Linked DNA regions of Cricetulus griseus: region 1 is linked to region 2. The links are chromatin contacts, called in public Hi-C maps. All regions are on one chromosome and are shown on one strand. The core of a region is the stretch at or near the end of the contact, and the rest is flanking DNA. Distances in the headings are between cores, read along the strand shown. Region 1 overlaps Rin2 (ras and Rab interactor 2). Region 2 overlaps Rin2 (ras and Rab interactor 2).

The links. Hi-C and Micro-C count contacts between places; a contact is called where the count stands out from the background.
Region 1: a Hi-C map of the CHO-K1 cell line shows a contact between it and region 2, with 5 times the contacts expected there. The contact joins two enhancer-like sites. A contact is called at or near these places in 6 of 8 Hi-C or Micro-C datasets (the CHK-Q cell line, the CHL-YN cell line, the CHO-K1 cell line and 2 more).

Annotation. Positions count from the first base shown.
Region 1 is chr6:33,307,730-33,312,694 of CriGri-PICRH-1.0, forward strand. All of the region lies in intron 1 of Rin2 (ras and Rab interactor 2), which reads right to left. Among named protein-coding and RNA genes, the nearest start is that of Rin2, 27 kb to the right of the region's middle. Within about 2 kb of position 2,047, at least 2 of the 6 cell types and tissues checked have open chromatin away from gene starts, as enhancers often do. A contact at or near this core is called in the CHO-K1 cell line, where this site is marked.
Region 2 is chr6:33,220,464-33,225,121 of CriGri-PICRH-1.0, forward strand. All of the region lies in intron 3 of Rin2 (ras and Rab interactor 2), which reads right to left. Among named protein-coding and RNA genes, the nearest start is that of Naa20, 110 kb to the left of the region's middle. Within about 2 kb of position 3,383, at least 2 of the 6 cell types and tissues checked have open chromatin away from gene starts, as enhancers often do. A contact at or near this core is called in the CHO-K1 cell line, where this site is marked.

The sequences.
Region 1 (4,965 bases), core at 797-3,296, 86 kb after region 2:
ATCCCATGGAGACCTAGTGTGCACTGGTGGCAAACAGCAGCCTTGTTGGGCACGTATACAGCCTGTTCTCCTAAGGGACCTTCAAGACAATTTCCTAGCAGCTCCTCATACCCCTAATCTCAATGCTGCCCCCAGACTAGACTCTAGATAGGCATGTATAGTGCCTTTGGGAAGCCCTAGCACACAGTGACCAGGGTTCGAACCCACTAGGTCATCAGGTCCATCTGATACACCAAGCTGCAGAATAAAGAACATGTGATTAAGGTCCTGCCTAGAACCGAGTTCAATTCCCCTTGCCACCAGGAAGGAGCTCCACATCTCAAAGAAGTGGGGCTTCACCAAGTTTAATGCAGATGAATTTGAAGACAGAGTAGCTAAGAAGTGGCTCATTCCTGATAGCTATGGAGTCAAAAGATGTTCTCAATTGTGGTCCTCCCCTCCCCGGGCAATTGGTGGGCTCTGCCTTCCTGGGGGCTTCCACTATATTCTCCTATATGCCACCAAATTATGTTCACAGATATAATCACACATGAATCTCACATCCAGTCTGGGAAAAACAAAACCATACGTCAGTGCAATGTACTATGAACCCAGCATCTTTTCAGCTTTGTTCCATCAGTGGGCAAAGTAGATAGTTCTAACAAACAATCTACTCCACAGCTCTTGCCAAAAGCAATGGAGAGTTACAGCCTCACAGCTACAAAACAGAAAGACAAAAGGAAAAGGAAGGCATCTAAAAATATCTCAATTCTGCTCGATGGGAAAGGTTAATTTATGAGATGAGTCTAAGAGGGACATAATTCTTCTCAAAAACACGTTCCCTACTCTCTCAGCTTCTTCGAAAAGTGTCCAAAACAACAACAACTAACATAAAATGTTGTTAAGCAAGCTGCTGTTTTTCTCTGGAACTCACTGTTATTACTTAAGAATATATTCATCCTAATTATTCATTGTTGTGTAATAAGACCATAAGACTCGGTGGCTTCAAACAATACTCATTTTCTTATTGCCATGGTTTCCGGGGGTCTGGAATTCCAGAAGAATTTGGCAGAGCAGTTCTGGCTGAGAGTATCACATGAGGTTGTGGCCAGATGGTAGATGGAGCTGGGATGTGAGGCTGGGGGATGGGAGGAGGTGTGGTCAGGCAGCTGGCCTGTAGGAGTAGGTCATGTCTCCCTGTGGTTCAGGGCTTTGTCATTGGTCTCTCTGGCTAATTTAGGCTTCCTTATAGCATGTAGTCTCAGAACAGTCTATCTGCTTAGCTGATGCAGCTCACAGATCTAGGAAAGCAAAATGGACACCCTGTTATCTTTTCCTTTCCAATTTATCCTCAGAAAGAATGTGGCAAAATTTCTGCCCCATTCTAGTAGGTACAAGTGAGACACGAAGCCACACACAGGTTTGAGGAGAATGGAAAAGACTTTTCATCTTGATGGTACAGTGTCCAAGAGAACACAGAGGCTGAATGAGTGCTGCTGTTTCTTAACTTTGTTGGAAGAATACTACCTTCCTCATAGTCTAAAGTTAACAACGATCACAAAGCAACACATGCAAAAACACTATAAGCATTCTCATTTTTCTTTTCCTTTTAAATCTATTATATTATGATTATTATCATCATCACCATCGTTATTTATGGGAATGAGTGTTTTGCCTGCATGTATGTCTGTGTACTATGTGCATGAAGAGGACCTTGTGGACTGCTCTTTGGGTTCTGGGAATCAAACCTGGATCCTCTAGAAGAGCATTTAATCACTGAGTCATCTCTCCACCCTCACTTTAAAAAAAAAAAAAAAAAGATTGATTGACTGATTGTGTGTGTGTGTGTGTGTGTGTGTGTGTGAGTACATGCCTAAGATGCTATGAGAACATTTGTGATATTTATGATGGGAAATGCTTTGACTCTCAAACTCCTTTTTCTTCAGGCTGTAGCTCTGCTTGAATCCTCTCTATTTTCTGGGTTTGCACCCTGTGTCCTTTTCTAGACCAGTAGTTAGAGCGAGTGCAAGCAAGGGCAGTACTTGGGTGGCTGAGTGGGTTTCCTGATTCAAATACGACCTCTAGTGTTAAAATCATGTCATTTCTTTATTGGCTGGGTCTGCTCTCAGGGTTGGCCTCTGCTATGATTGATTGCCTTTGCTTTCTGTAAGATCCTCAATTTTATTTCTTTTGTTGACTTTCTCAACATCATGAAGTCTCCAGAGGCACCCTCCATCTCTCCCAGAGACCCCTTCCTCAAGACCACTGTGTTTACCTCTTGCAGGGAACCTGAAGTTTGTAGAATTCTGTTTCTTAGCAATCTCAGGCATGATTACTGCATTTGTTCTCTTTCTAGAATAGGGTAATTCTTAAAATAAGTTTTAAGAAGAGATCTGGATCTAGGCAAAGGCCATACTTCTATTGCAACTCAGAGTTTTGTATATAATAATAATAATAACAATAATAACAATAATAATAATAATAATAATAATAATAATAATAATAAAAACCTATTTACTGCATTTAAGAATATCATTTCCCCAAACCTACTTGCTTTTCTTTTTTCTTTTCGTTTTTTTTCTTTTTTCTTTTTTTTTATCATGGACAGTGGTGTTGCATGCTTTCATGATTTTTTTTTTACTTTATTTATTCATTTTTTGAGTTTTTGCCGTTTTTTATTTGAATTACAAACAAGATTGAATTACATGACTATCCCAGTTCCCTTCTACCTCCCTTCCTCCCCTACCACCCCCCAACTAAAACCCTACCTATCACATATCCTTTCTTCTAATCTATACCTGACTCAACCTTTCTGCTCCCTCATGACCTCTTCATCCTTCCTCCTCTTCCCTTCTCATTCTCGTAGCTCCCCTCCCCCTCTTCCCATGCTCTCAATTTGTTCAGGGGATCGTGACCCTTTCCCCTTCCTACTTGCTTTTCATACACAGGCATGTCTTAGTTCAGTATCCATAGAAGGGCAGGTTCCAGGACCTCACAAGTTACCAAACTCACATTTTCAAGACTCTTCCATAAATGGTACCCAGCATATAATCTGTGCACATCCTCCTGCATAAGATACATCACCTCTAGATGGCATAACCAATTCAAATACAACAACAACAACAACAACAACAACAACAACAACCAGTTGCTATTTGTGAGATAATGAGGTGTTTGTGCACATTAAATAAATACAGACCTATTTTCCTCAAATATTAAATTTTTTTTGTTTCTTTTCAAGACAGGGTTTCTCTGTATTTCATTGGAGCCTGTCCTGGAACTCGCTCTGTAGATCAGGCTGGCCTCCAACTCACAAGGATCCACCTGCCTCTACCTCCCAAGTGCTGAGATTAAAGGTGTGCAACCACCAATGCCTGGCTAATTTTTTTATTATTTTATGTATGCTTGTATGTCTGTGCAAACCCTACGGAGGCCAGAAGAAGGTGTTAGATCTCCTAGAACTGGAGTTACAGATTGCTGTAAACTGCCATGTGGATACTGAGAATCAAATCCCAGCCCTCTTTGAGAGCAGCTAGTGCTCTTAACTACTGAGCTATGTCTCTACCATCAAATGTTTTCTATCTGGAGTTATTCAAATTCTTGGATCCAAGCAAAACCAGCCAGTATGGAGAGTCAACTGTGCAAGAATATATATAATGTTCTAAATAAGTAGCTTTTTATAATAACACCCATTCATGTGTATAAATTGTTTAAATTCCATTCTGACCACTGAACCATATTGAAAACCCAAATCCATTTATCTCATCAGCCATTGGCAAGACAGAGAACCCTCTTGTCCCAAACATGGCATGCTCTTGGTGGCATCTTATTTCTGGAATGAAATCAAAGGTTGCAGGAGTCACCAGGAGCACCACATCTGGCTTTCAAACTCTCTTTGGATAAGGAGACATTTGTAGACTTTGAGCATGGCTGTCTAGGGTCATATGGTTCAGACACAGGATAGCATGTCACTGTATTAACCTGGAGCCTCGACCCTGGAGAAAACGATGTAGATTCGACTGGGCTTTAGCTCTAGCACCAACCCACCTGACTCCACTTCACACCACCAGCATCTGCACTGTTTGGCTCGAGAGCATCTCTGGCTCTTCCAGTAGACCTGAAGAACCGGTCCCCAATAGCCTTCATCCTAAGACTGAGGGGGATGGCCAATGAAGACCTCAAATGAGAATGTGGTTCATGTGATGCTCAATATACTTCATGCCACAGCTTCCCTCCCTTCTCACATATGTATCCCCTAAGGGTTTCTGGAGAACATTCCAAGTAAACTACTTCTGACCATCCCAAGTAAACTACTTCCAACCATCCTTGTTTAGGTTTGCTTCTAGAGCGAACTCGGATGAAGACAGCTGACAGCTCTCCATTTGGGCCCTTGCCTCTAGCCGCCCAGAACCTTACTTGGACTGGAATCCTTAAGGTCAGAGACAGAAAGACAGACACCAGACTGAGAGCCCATCCAAACAACGCAAGAACAAAATGAGTGTGAAGCCCAAAAACCTGGGGGCTCAGGGAAGGCCTGGTGGAGAACCTCTGCATGCAATCATCAGGACTGAAAGCTACTCAGGTGGGGGTGAGGAAAGTGACTCTGCAGTCTGTGACAGGCGCTTGAGTATGGTGTCTTCTTTGGAAATGCATATTGAATGAATTGAAAGGTGACGGATTTAGTTTGAGAAAAATCACATTATTGGAAACCCTGCTAAATATGGAAGATGTTTGTCAGTTACAACTCTAATGCCATTTGTTGTGTTCTGATGTGACAAAATGAACAATGGCACCAGGATGGGTGGGAGCTGTATTGTGCAGAAGTTCATTTGTTGTCATTCCCTGTGACTCAGAGAGCTGTGGATATTACCATCTCGGAAGGGAACCTGTTGTTTAAGACTGATGTACACAAGGGGCTTAATGACAGGGAAGAACAACAAGTCAGGAGCCTGGAGACAACTTGTCACATTCCCCAAGTGGCAGACA
Region 2 (4,658 bases), core at 2,133-4,632:
GTCTCAGCTCCGGTCAGAACTGTGTAAAATTTTCTCCTCTGGCAGACATCAGGTTTTATCCTTGTCTTTCTCCCAGCACAAGACTCCTTGGATAATGCCAATTTCTTGGGGGTTCATTGTCTCAGCAGTTTAAGAGCTGAAGGGAAGGGCCTACCTGTCTCACCATAGGCTGCCCTTTCTCTTGCCAGGATGGTTATAAATCTCAGGGCAAAGTCAGGCCAGGCTGACCCCCATTCTTTACAATATCTAGTTCTAGGCTGTTTCCCCACCTGTAAAAGGAGGCATTTAGACCAGATAAACATTAAGTCTTCGCTGCCCCCTGTGGCAGCCACCAGCCCTGTATGGCTGTTGATCGCTCAAGATGAAGCTGATATAAGCTGAGACATGCCTGAGTGCAAAACACAAGATGGATTTTAAAAAATGTGTTTTGGCACATATTTCACAATGACATGTTATATCTGGTAAAACATACTATTGCCAATTAAAAATTATAATACAAAATAAAATATTTTTATAAACAATTTTTATTTTCACGAGATCCTGTAGATACACAAGGCCAAATAAAGCTTGCCTTTTGATATTAACTTCACTTGTGTGGTTTTTTTTTTAAACAAAACACAACAAAATCAAACATTTTTCATGTGGCTCCAGAAAAATCTTAAATTACATCTGTAGCTTGCATATGTTTCCATGGGGCAATGATTTCTATAGTCTTTCTATCACTGTAGAAAGTCTGTGAAAAAATGTATTTATGGAAATCAGAAGCCAAATACCAAAGCTTTGCAATATCACAACTAAACTGTTACTCTGACTAAATTTCTAATCACCATTGTTTCTACTACAAGGTATTTTGGTGTATTTGGTGATAGACCATATGAGTGAGCTTTATGGACACTGGAAGATGATACAACCTAGTCACATTCTAGCGGACATGCAGGGAGGTCGAAGGAACACTAACACTCTCCTCTATGGCTTTAAATCAGCCACACATCCACAAGAGGATCTGCTGCATCCAATTTTGGTTACAATGGGTTTGCATTTCTACCTGTCATTTTCCATTCCTCTGTCATATCTTTCCATGACTATGCAACAGTGAATTGTCTTTGGTTGTGCATGTGGAGAAATGAACTGCTAGACAAAGGCAATTCTGAGAACTCAAATGTAGAGAGAGTCACTGAGGTCCAAGCTGCAGTGAGACTGGTGCAGTTCTGGATGACTAAGGGTTTGTTCTGCAGATAGGGTTCTTGAAGACGGAATAGCATTTCAGGTGTCCAGGAAAGACTGACAGTCAAGGGGACTCAGTTGAGATGAAGAGAATCAATCACCCACTCAGCAGAGCCAGATTTCAGCCAAACCACCCCATCCTTTATCAAGCCAGAAAAGAAAGCTCCACTGTGGTTTCTATGACAGGTAGCTGCAGGTTTTCCATCTCTAACAGGCAAGCACAGCTCAGCACCTGGTCTAACCTCTGCAAACCAAGCACACAGAAGGATCTCTGAAATGGAGTCTCTGGAGTGATCAGGGTCCTCAAATGAACCCAGCTGAGGGTGAGATGGGACTTAGGGTCTTACACATGCTAGGTAAGTCTAAATGTGCCATACTTTCTGTGGTTCTCAGCTGGTTTGTGATGGGTTCTGGGATGTCCAAAAGGCTTGGGAGGCAAAGGTGAGCAGGGTCGTGATCCAAACACATTTTCCTCCTGCTTAATTAAGATTAACTTTCACCTTGTCCCTTACACTTAGTATTGGGGGACTCTACATACAAGTTCTGGCAGGCGAGGAGGGTAGGCCAGCCAAGGAAGCTCAAAGGCATTCCTATACACGTGGGTGGTGTGTGCTGGTCACCTTCTGGCATCATTCTTCACTATGTGAGTGAAGAACTTCCTCTTAGGAGATGAGTCATAATGACAAAAGAACAGGAAAAACTTCTGATGGAACTGAAATTGTGGATGGAAGTTTAAATTCTGGAATTATATTGGAACCACAGCTATACCTTTCTTTTATACCATTTCTATGTGTGCACACAGGTTTGTGTGTGTGTGTGTGTGTGTGTGTGTGTGTGTGTGTGTGTGTGTGTGTGGTGAAATTGGAGATCAGGGGACAGCCAGTCTTGGATGTTGTTCCTTAGGTGCCTTTCCTTTTTTTTGTTTCAAGGCAGGATCTCTCATTGGTCTTGAACTTTTTCAAATAGGATGCTATCTGGCCATGAACTCCAGGGACCTACCTGTCTATGCCTCCCATCTTGCCATCCCTGGAATTATAAGTGTATAAAGTGCACCCAGCTTTTTATCTGGGTTCTGGGGATTGAACCAATACTTGTGAGGCAAGTGCTTTATCAACCAAGCCTTCTCCCAAGCTCCCCAACCCAGCCCCTTCACACACACTTACACTTCACACACACACACACACACACACACACACACACACACACACACACTCACACCATTTCTACTTTGATTTTTATCTCCGATAAAAGTGAAGACAGATCACTCACTCAGCCTGTGTGAGCTCTGTGACCAGTGGGTAAGGTGGGTCTACCCAGCCTGGAAAGATAGCTCAGAAGCACAGGTGGTATGAGGGAAAACCTTGGAGGCTGGCAGTCAAAGGTTTTGTGTCAGACGCATGCTGCTGCATCAGAACAGGTGATAGAGAGTTGAGGGAAAAGCAGATACAACCTGATGTTCCTAGAATGTGAAGGTAAAGCCTGCTGACTTGATCTGAAGCAGGTAACTTAGATCAATTTGATGGTAGAGTAGCTGGATGGTGAGCATCATCCATGATGTCTACTCATGAAAGAATGAGGTCCTAAGCAGATGGCAGATGTTATGGAAGAAGGTTATAGACTTGGGGGACCTGTAAAAGATTTGTCAGTACTGGGTCCCTGAATTGGGTAGGGGAGCTTGGAGGAAGCTGTGAGATTCGGAAAAAGAAGGGATCATGATGACTAAGCATCCACATTCCTAAATCAGATCCACCTGGAATGTCTTCAGCCTGGGAGACTTTCTTGCATAACTCTGTCATCTAATATACACTCTTCCATCCAATTCTCCCTTCAAATCTGGTTGTAGCCAGTGTACAGACCTATTACCTAGCTACAGATACCTGGTTACTCTATCTAGGGCTCCATGTCTCTCCAAATCCCCATGTTTACACAATGACCTTATAGAGCAGGAAGACAGCGGCTGTCACAGGTGGCTAAGGAAAATTAATCATGGTGCTGTGAACAACTGGAAAACATGCGTGTCCAGCACAGGATTTATGTGGCTTTCAGGATGTGACCCTACAGGAACAATGACCACAGTTATTCCAGGATCGTCATACCATCTGGGCCTTTTCCACATGCCTTGTGTTCTCTAACCTAAGTTGCTCCCCCAAGCCAGGACACATGAGAAACCACAAATCAAAGCTTGACACTTGTGGTTGGTAGCTCTGGTTAGAGCACACACTGGGTAGGGAGAGCTGTGATGAAGATGAGGTGGCTGAGTTCTTTCAATGAGCTCTGCACGAAACCACAGAGCATTAATAGCCATGAAGGATGATAAGCCTAATGGGAATTCAGATCAGAACCAAGAACCCTCCTCCTTTACGATGTCTGTGGAGAAGTGCTTTACCACTGCATAAGCGTCATTTGAAACTTAGCTCCACTCCTACCTTCCAGTCTCAGCTGTAAAGTGAATGTCCACTTCCTTAATAGAGATTTCTCTGGAACCACAGGGTAGGTTGCCTATTCTCAGAGGCCCCATTACTTCTTATCCCAGGGACTGTCCTCTTCATGACTGATAATACTGTGTGCTGATTTTGGTAGTTACCCTTCTTTGCCACCAGACTAACAGTTCCATGAGGTCAGGAGTGGCTTTTGGTTTTTCTCCAGCTGGCCTGGGTTAGAGCTTGGTGGAGTCACAGGTGCTTAAAAGACATGGCTCTCAATAAACATGAGGCATAATGGATGAGCCCACGAGTCCTAGGATGTGCAGAAGGGCATATCGTATGGGCCACTGGATTTCAGCTTGTTATTAATAAATGTTCAAATCGTATTACTTTATCCTTGTGGATAACTCTATGCCTAATGATGGTGAAGAACACAGATCAACAATGTGTGTCAACATACGGGATGGGAAAAAAAAAAACCCTAATAAAAGTGACTGCCATTTACATGAACATCTAACTTCAAGTATATAATTTAAGCTCTGTCAAAACTATAGATAATAATAAATGGTTCAGACATCTTTGCCAGAATATCCCAATGGGTCTGACCCTGGAGAGGTCAAGAAACAGGACTCATGATTGCTTAACTAGCTTCCATCTCTTCCCTGGTGATTCCTTCATATAACATCAGACAGTATTACAAGTCAATTACTGTGCCTGCTGGTCTACTGAAAATTAAAAATGAAAACCACCACTTTCCCAGGGCTGGGAACAAGCAAACAAACAACTGACCAAAACCAACTTTCAGATGGACAGTTCATTGGTTTCAACAGGACATCTCCTCAGAAATTTTCAAACACAGTTTTGACCTCACTCTATTTTCTTCTTTCGCCTTGACTTTGAAGTCTAACTACTATGTAAGCTATGATTCCACAGGGCTCGCTGTACATCCTAAGGTGGTAATTAAGGACTAGCCAATATTTAGGCTAAGTTAGGCAATGCTTTGGGATGAAG